Regions from separate parts of the Sus scrofa genome. Here regions 2 and 3 are each linked to region 1. Evidence: chromatin contacts called from public HiChIP or PLAC-seq data. All regions are on one chromosome and are shown on one strand. Each heading gives the region's core, a stretch centred on a gene start, on an enhancer-like site or on the middle of the called end of the contact. The rest is flanking DNA. Distances are from core to core; before and after follow the strand shown.

Evidence for each region. HiChIP or PLAC-seq counts read pairs in DNA pulled down with a chosen protein or histone mark.
Region 2: an H3K27ac HiChIP or PLAC-seq map of alveolar macrophages shows a contact between it and region 1. The contact joins two enhancer-like sites. A contact is called at or near these places in 1 of 47 Hi-C or Micro-C datasets (alveolar macrophages) and 1 of 2 datasets of contacts at active chromatin or transcription factors (alveolar macrophages).
Region 3: a contact with region 1 is called in an H3K27ac HiChIP or PLAC-seq map of skeletal muscle. The contact joins two enhancer-like sites. A contact is called at or near these places in 1 of 47 Hi-C or Micro-C datasets (skeletal muscle) and 2 of 2 datasets of contacts at active chromatin or transcription factors (alveolar macrophages and skeletal muscle).

The regions. Positions count from the first base shown.
Region 1 is chr3:9,388,348-9,391,047 of Sscrofa11.1, reverse strand. The region is part of intron 1 of CUX1 (protein CASP); the gene reads right to left. Among named protein-coding and RNA genes, the nearest start is that of CUX1, 73 kb to the right of the region's middle. Within about 2 kb of position 1,262, at least 15 of the 83 cell types and tissues checked have an H3K27ac peak or open chromatin away from gene starts, as enhancers often do. A contact at or near this core is called in alveolar macrophages and skeletal muscle, where this site is marked.
Region 2 is chr3:9,234,906-9,237,652 of Sscrofa11.1, reverse strand. No RefSeq gene overlaps it. Among named protein-coding and RNA genes, the nearest start is that of MYL10, 38 kb to the right of the region's middle. Within about 2 kb of position 1,387, at least 3 of the 83 cell types and tissues checked have an H3K27ac peak or open chromatin away from gene starts, as enhancers often do. A contact at or near this core is called in alveolar macrophages, where this site is marked.
Region 3 is chr3:9,561,595-9,564,526 of Sscrofa11.1, reverse strand. All of the region lies in intron 8 of CUX1 (protein CASP), which reads right to left. It overlaps LOC110259890 (a long non-coding RNA gene), which reads left to right. Exons shown (of 2, transcript XR_002342308.1): 2 at 1-2,932. Among named protein-coding and RNA genes, the nearest start is that of SH2B2, 110 kb to the left of the region's middle. Within about 2 kb of position 1,581, at least 2 of the 83 cell types and tissues checked have an H3K27ac peak or open chromatin away from gene starts, as enhancers often do. A contact at or near this core is called in skeletal muscle, where this site is marked.

The DNA of each region.
Region 1 (2,700 bases), core at 13-2,512:
GGAGAAGCCCAAGAGCATGGAGTCTGTGGGTCCCTCTGGGACCCTCGGGTCCCCGTGTGCTCTTCTCGCTCTGAAGGTCCCAGCCCGGCCCGGCGGGGGCGGGGGGCGCTCTGTGGGCAGATCAGTCTGGAAGGCCAATGGCGGGGGCACAGGTCACTTGATGGAAGGTGAGCAAACCCACCTCCATCGCTGGGCCGCAGGGCCAGGGTGCCCGAGGTGACCCGCTGCCGGCAGTTCCCTACCCGTGCCGACACGGCAGACAGGCCTGCAGGAGGAACCACCGCGGCCACCACGGAAACAGACTGGCACAACGAGGATGAGAGTCTGAGCCTCCACTGCCCTGGGTCTGGCTGCTCAGAACAAGACTCAGTCTTCAACGGAGAGTCCACTAAACAAACGCCACCCAATCCCCTGGAGGACGCCGTCTAGGGCTCCGGGGACAACGCGAAGGGAGGAGACGGCTCTGAAACAAAAGCCAAACACTGTTTTCTTATCTATCCAGCCTGCCAATCCTCCAAGTGCCACATGTCATTACGACACGTTAAAAGGGAATTTAACGTTCCAGGGGAGGGGGCAGTGGGGGCCTAAAACTCAGAGGCCCCCAGTGGTCACACACACAAAGGAGCGTGAAGCATCCCTGCATTTGGAAGGCATTAAAAACTCTCTCACGCACGCACCCCCCAAAAAACCCCAAAACAAAACCAAACCCTAGAATGACCTGAAAGTCCAGCAATAACATATGGGCACATCCATTCAAGAACTATTTTGCAATAGTCAAAAAAAAAAAAAAAAAAGTACAGTCCTACTGCATGAGCTGGAATGATCTTTAAGATATGTAAGTGAAAAAAGCAGAGTGTAAAACAACGCTACACTGTTTAAAAGAGTATCTATACCGACGCTTGCGGAAGCTTGGGCTGTCTCCAGAAAGATACGGAGGACACTTGTAGCCGAGCTCCGCTCTGGGAGGAGCTGGGAGGCAGGGCCTCGACCCTCAGCATAGGTCTTTCTGCTCTTTTGCCACATGCATGAATTACCTAATTGGAAGAGCTGCAATATACATTAATTATACATATACACACACACATACCCACTGCTCATGTGAAAAATGCACATACACCTGGTTACAGAAATGTATCTCACATCCCACACGAGTGCGCGGTCTCCGCGTCCACCTGCCCGGGGACAGAGGCCTGGACAGATGACCCCCTGACTCAGGCTGGTGATTCAAAAAGTGAGGCAGGCACATCCGTTGTCAAAACAACAGCTGTTTCTTGCACAACACACTGCACACTGGCCAGTCTCAGGTTGTGTGAACGAGGAAGAGGTGGCCCGTCACCGAGAACACCACTCAGTCGAGCCCCAACCTTCTGAGGGCAGGGCGGGGGAGGGCGGCCCCCCACTGCTCAGAACTGGCCCCCTGCCGGAGAGGCCTGCCTGGCGGCCCCGGGTCCCAGCTGATGGCGAGTTGGCCACGGTGGCAGCAAACCCACGGCCTCTGAACCCCGGGGTTTCCAAGGAGACGGAAAAAGCCGGCGCCGGTACAGGCAAAGCATCGGGAAAGGACGGCACCTGGGCGCAGGAACTGTGGGGGCCTCTTTCAAAGTCAGGACGCGACAAGGTCCAGGGGAGGACCTCTGGCTGCGGACACCCCAGCCCATGAAACGGGGGAACTAAGTGCACAAGCGCTGCGGACGCTGCGATCTTGTTCTCCTCACTGCCTCAAATTTCTGGGATCTTATTCCTCCGTTTCCGACAGATCCTCCAGGGGCAAAGCTCCCAACCCTGGAGGTTTCTTTCTCCCCGAACTCCCGCCTCTCAGCCAAGTATTAAAGGCTTATTAAACACACACAAAAATAAAAAGCGACCATAGAGCTGCCTATTTAAAAGAAACTGTGGGTGAAATTTCTCCCAAAGAAAACACGTCTCTAACAACGTCAATGACCAGTTTGGAAGCGCTCACCTCCCAACTGAGTATGTCAGCTGTTTGCTTTAAACCAGGGCTTCGGTAAGATTCTGTCTCCTTGAGGCCTCAGGCCCGGCCTGCCAGTACTCTGGGCAGACACACCCGGGTCCCCTCTGCCCCAGCACCCCAGGCTGGCAGGGAGGACACCCTGGCCACCAGGCATCTGAGGGGTAAAGTATTGTCTTTTTACTGCCCCTAACTTTAATCCAAAGAATTGGTTCATGTGATGGTTCTTTAGGGCTTATCTGCCAACGAATCAACAGCAAATCCTACATGAGATTTATTTATCTTGTCTTTTTCGGGCCGCACCCAAGGCAAATGGAAGTCCCCAGGCTCGGGGGTGAATTGGAGCTGCAGCCGCCAACCTACACCCCAGCCACAGCCACAGCCACAGCCACAGCCATGCCGGATCCGAGCCACGTCTCTGACCTCACCACAGCTCACAGCAACGCCAGATCCTTAACCCACTGAGTGGGGCCAGGGATGGAACCCGAGTCCTCATGGATACCCGTCGGGTTCGTTACCGCTGCACCACAACAGGAATGCCCCCATCTAAGAATTTAAAGCGGCTGTATTAGGGGAAATGGCGAGCACTTGAGTGAAAAGGTAAAGGCCAGCCCAGTCTCTGCAGAAAGTCGTCCTTGGAGGGTGTCCTGTCTCGTTCCGGTAACAGAATCACAGGACAAATGGAAGACACTCTGGCTAGAAAGGGCTGAAGGCCTGCAGTCCCCCTGTCT
Region 2 (2,747 bases), core at 138-2,637, 150 kb after region 1:
CTCGTGTAAAGCACGTTTGATGGCTGAAACAGAATGAAAAGCCACTGATCTTGTCCAGGGGAGTAGGTACTGGCTTTCTCCCTGCAGGCCTCCCTGCCAGCCACTTGCTTGAGGTGTGGGCCGGACCAGCCAGCACACATGGATCACGTGGCCACGAGTGGGGGCGAGTCAGATGGGTGGGAGGCAGCTACCGTGGCTGTGGACCTGGGGGCAGTCAGATCCCGCGATGGGGCAGCAAGGCCACTGTGGCACAGAAAGTGCGTGGACTCGTCAGGGCTTGGCCACAGCTGTCACTTAGCAAACACTGCTAAATGGAAAAGAGCAAAGCTGGCCGCGCTTAAATGCATGCCTTAAAAGTGTTGGAAGAGTTCCCTGGTGGTGCCGTGGGTTAAGGATCTGGCATTGGCACTGCCGCAGCTCCAGTCCCTGCTGCGGCGCAGGTTGGATCCTTGGCCGGGCACTTCTGCATTTTCCTTGAGCAGGTTGAGCATCTCTGTCATGACCCTGCTTAGAGCTTAGAAAAGCCTTTTTTTTTTTTCTTTAAGTGTTCAAAGGCCAGCTTTCGCTGAACCCATGTCCAAATTAGGCCAACTCCATGCTGGGGGCTGCCTGAGTTCAGGAGAGCCCTGCCTTCCAACCTCGCGGATTGATCAGCTCTGCAGTTCCTTGGGGCAGAATGAACAGATGCTCCATGGCTTGGGTCTGCTGCTGTGTCTCCCTCCCCTTCCCCTCCACTGTCGAACCTCAGAAACCATGTCCCCCTTGTGTTTGATGGTCCCCCTGAGGCCGGGAGGTGACTCTGTTAAAGTATTTAAAAAGAGGCAGAGGCAGAGATGGAGAGAAAGAAGGAAGGAGAGGAAGAAGGAGTAAGTGGTGTCTGCCGCTTTCTGTGGTGTAAATTCTCCCGCCGTGGCCGGGGGCACCCGATCCCTCTCCAGGGGTGGGTAAGTAGCCTCCACATGTCACTACTCAGAGCCTACCCGCCCCGGCCTGTCATTCTATTGATGACACTCCAAGCAGAGCCCAGGACATGTAAATTGGGGCTGCTGCTCTGGAGAATAGTACGAAGGTTCCTCAAAAACCTAAAGACAGAGTTGCCGTATGATCCAGCAATCCTGCTCCGGCTTCGATGTTGGTTCTGGGATCCCTGGGGACCACCGGGGCTGGCTTGGCCTGAACCAGCCCAGCCTACCCCTCCGTGCTCAGGGCATTAGCCCTGTGACTGGACGGCAGGGCTTTTTTGGTTATACAAGGTGGGGGATGATGTGTTCGGGGGTGACAGAGGCTTGGGGCTCAGTGCAGGCATCCCCCCAGAGCCACCCTCTCCCCGCCGTGTTCTGCCTCACCCCGCCTCTTCAGTGACGATGCATGTTGTAATTTCATCCTTTCGGTCTTCCTCTTTTTTTTAAAGCTGCGTGGTACATGGAGGTTCCCAGGCCAGAGATCAAACCGGAGCTGCAGCTGCTGGCCTACGCTAGAGCCATAACAACACCAGATCTGAGCCTCATCTGAGACCTACATCAAAGCTTGGGGCAACACAGGATCCTTAACCCACTGAGTGAGGCCAGGGATCAAACCCGCTTAATCACAGAGACTAGTTGGGTATTTAACTGGCTGAGCCACAACGGAAACACCTGGTCTTCCTTTTTTTGTTTTCCTTTTAGGGCTGCACCCCGGGCATATGGAGGTTCCCAGGCTAGGGGTCAAATTGGAGCTGCAGCTGCCAGCCTCCACCACAGCCACAGCCACGTGGGATCCAAGCCATGTCTTCAACCTACCCCACAGCTCATGGCAATGCTGGATCCTTAACCCACTGAGTGGGGCCAGGGATCGAATCCAAATCCTCATGGATATTGTTTGGGTTCATTCGTTATCTCTGAGCCACAACAGGAACTCCCCTGGTCTTCCTTTTTTTAAAAAAAAAAGAAAATTAATATTTTGCTTTGGTTGTGTCTAGTCTCTGCTCTGGTTTGCTGCTTGACTGTGTTGGTCCCTGGGCCCCTCTGAGCCACAGTCTCATCCCCTACCCAGTCTTAGTCACCTTGCGCCCGTGTAACAAAGTGGACCATAGACGACGGGGCTTAAATAACAGAGTTTTTTTCCTCACGGTTCTGGAGGTTGGGGTCTGAAGGCCTCCTCTATGTCTCTGGAAGCTGAAGGGGGGCAGGGATTGGGCTGATTTTGCCAAAGAGGGACCACGCTCTTCCTTGGGATGTGGGCAGCTGTTTATCAGATGCTTCTGAGCTGCAGCCTGAGCCACGGTGAGGCGCGAGGACCCCGGCATCAAGAGGGCAAAGGAGACATAAAGTTTAATCCCTAAGCCACTGTCCCTTGCGGAGCACCAAGTCCGTGCCATGCCCGATGCCAGGAGTCCTCCGTGCCCACCTCATTTTTACTCCGTGAGCTGGGATCGATCCCACTTTCTAGGTAAAAAACTCAGAGAGAAGAAAGGACCTGCGGGGGGTGGGGGCTGGCCGCCACCCCGACTCGCAGCTTCTTGTCCCTCACCTATTTATCCGCCTCGGCACCACCGCCTAGAAGCAGGTGCCTTAGAGAAGCCGGCCAGGCCCCTGGAACCAAGTGAGCAGCCCAGGAGTCAAGTGCCGAGGTAGTAGAGAAAGCCTGGAGCCCGGAGCCTGGAGGAGAGCTTGGGCCGGGGTCAGGGGCATGAGCACCCGAGGCAGGGGGATCTGGTGGTTGAGCCGCCTGGGAGAGGTTGACCGGGCACCAGGCTCTGAGGTCCTCCT
Region 3 (2,932 bases), core at 332-2,831, 170 kb before region 1:
ATTTAAGCGTTTATGGAGCTAATTAAATGGTTTTTCTCCTTGACCCACGGAAATGGTAACTACGCGGACAGCCACCAGCCTCTGTTTGGTTCTGGGTCTTAGGCTTTTACCACGCTCCTGGGTTCTATTTGCTCATGTTTTATTTAGTATTTTTATCCACAAATATTCATAAATGAGACTGGCCTCTAGTTTCTTTTGCCTTTGTCAGGTTACGTTCTACAAACGACTGTGAAAGTGTTTCCTTCTCTCCGTAGACACAGGGCGGGATCACAGATGCGGTGGCACTGCTCTAGAAAAACCCGGGCCCACATCCCACCTGTACAGGCTCACTGCGCTGCCTGGCAGGCGAGCCCCGCACTGTCTGTACCGGGCCTGGCTCCCCCCGGCCGCCTCCCACCACCTCCCTTCCCAGGTCTGCAGCCTCCCAGGCCGGGGGCAGGGTCAAGGCCAGTCCTGCCTCAGGTGGCAGGTGGTGGGTGGTGGTGGGTTCCGTGAGCTGCTTCTCGGCTCCCTCCCTCCTGGTTGAACTCAAAGCATCTTTTGGGCCAGGAACCCTGCAGGGAGCAGAGGACTCTCTCCCATAAACACCTCGGCTCCTTTCCCGGCTTGGATTCTCTCGATTTTCCAACCCGACAAAGAGGCCTAAGTGCAGAGCTGTCTCCCAGAGCTGGTGAGCTGGGGTCGAGCCCTGTCAGTCCACTAGTGACACGCATTCTGGGCAGATTTCCTTCTGGAGCTCAATCGACACACACTCTTATGGACTCTTTCGTCTTAGGCTGTTCCTTGAAACCACCGCACCTGTCCGCCTGGCTGTCCCCTCTACTGAGATCCCCATGGGGGCCACTGTCGCCAGCCAGGCCCCGGCTCTCTGAGAGTCCCGGGCCAGCCCTGCGCCCCGTCGTCCACTCATTTATTTTCACTGCCCCTTTTCTGCCTCCGAGTATCTTGCTCGGATGTTGATCACTTGTGGGTTCACAGCCACGATCGCGGAGAACCCGGCCTGCGCTCACTGAGTCCCGGCTGACCAGCCACACAGACCTGCGACGCCGCGCTCAGGTGCTGCGCGAGGCGGGCAGCGGCTCACTGGCTGGTATTTTAAAGAGCGGAAAGTGCTGGACTGTTTGGCCAAATTGTAAATATGACTTTGAAGGAAAAAGTTTGTAAGTTGTTTTGGCAGCAGGGAAATAATTCGCTTTTCTTACCCCTTTTCATAGCCTTTGGACAGAAGGCAACAACCCCCCTGGAAGAAAAAGTATGTGCCAACCACAAGCTCTTGGACTGCACGCCGCTCAGCCCGGATCCCCGCTTCTCCCCCTGTGCCTGATGCCTGTCAGGGACCCAACACCGAGGGCAGGAAGGGAGGGAAGGAGAAGGTGTCTTCTGCGGAAGGGTTTTCCTGACAATCCCAGCCGCAGGGTCGGTCCCCTCACTGCCCACCCGGGTTAAGCCACCTCTGCTTTCGGGGGAGGCCGCCGGGCACCCTTCCAAGTCCCCGATCGGATGTGTCACCCCAGAGCAGCCCCACCCTGTCCAATCAAATCGAGAGACAGCTGCGGCGCTGGACTGCTACATCGGCCCCCCTGGACATAGTGGTTTTCACTCTTGTTGGAAAGGAAACTGTATGGAGAGACAGTTAAGTGGCCAGAAGGTCACCTCTGCCTGCTCAGAAATTAACCACAATTTGTTCCCTTTTATGACCACTATGTTTAAATTTAAATGATACAAGTAACCATTAAAATCAATTTTAGTTAAGGCTCATCAATCCCAAATGGGAAGAAAATTTCCCGTCTTGCCTCACTATTTAACTGACTTGTTTACATGAAATAAGTGAAATAAAATCCTCCTTTAGTTTAATCTGCGTCTGGCTGACAGATCAAGGGGCCCGCGACAGCCCACCCGGGGCATGTCCCACCTGCGCCAAGCCAGTGGGGCAGCTCTGCCAGGTGGGTCACTCCCCAGAGGGCGACCCTCAGTGTGATCAGAAACAGCCACCACCGTCACTCAGGCGTCAGTCCTCTCTGGGCAGGGACGCGGGACAGCTGTGGCTGGAGAATTAATTTACGAGGCAGCTGCTCCCGAGATCACTGAAGCCTTTGGGATCAAGGTCCTGATTCATCCGTGGATGCTTCTCGCCATTTCTCTAACGTTCTCCAGAACTGTTGCTTCTAAAGCAATGGGGGGAGCAGGCTGGATGTGAAAATCCCTTTCCCTCCCGAAATCAAGTGCCACGGGGTCATAAGCAGGATGCAGTGACGGGAGGTGAAACTAGGGGAACTGTAGGCTAGAGCCACCAGCGTAGGGCTGGCAGGGCAAAGGGGGCCCGATTCTTCGCCTGCCTTCTGGTCCTTTGACCTTGGGCCGAGCGTGGCGCGTGACAGCCTCAAAGAAACTGCCACGAGGATGACGTAACAAAACCGTAGACCACAACGACCGCACGCATTTCGTTCTCACGGCTGTGAATGGAAAGCAGGCTCTTTCCCTTCTGGGCAGAGTTAATTTTCACCCCCGAGGCCCCTAGAAGGTCATCACAACCACCGATGGAGCGGGCGCGGCTCCAGATCTCCGGGCAGAATCGGATCAAGCCTCTAGGTTCCGCTACGAACGGCCAGGAACGAGAGGACAGAGGAACAGGCCCAACTGCATCTGGAGAGGGTGACGGCAAGATCTAAAAGGGGGGGGAAACTCTTCAGGACAAATGAGCTGCTTTCCTTCCAAACAGACTGAAGGGAAAGGAAAAAGAGACAGCGGGGGATCTGCAGAGTGAATGAGACTCAGAGGCAGGCCAACCAACCGCAAGGCGGGGGTCTTATTTGGCCTGATGCACCCCCATTTTAAAACACCTCATCTGGGATGTTTAGGGGTAAATCAACATTTAAGTATTGATTTTTTGATGTGATAATCGAATGGTGGCTGCATGAAAGATGTAGCATCC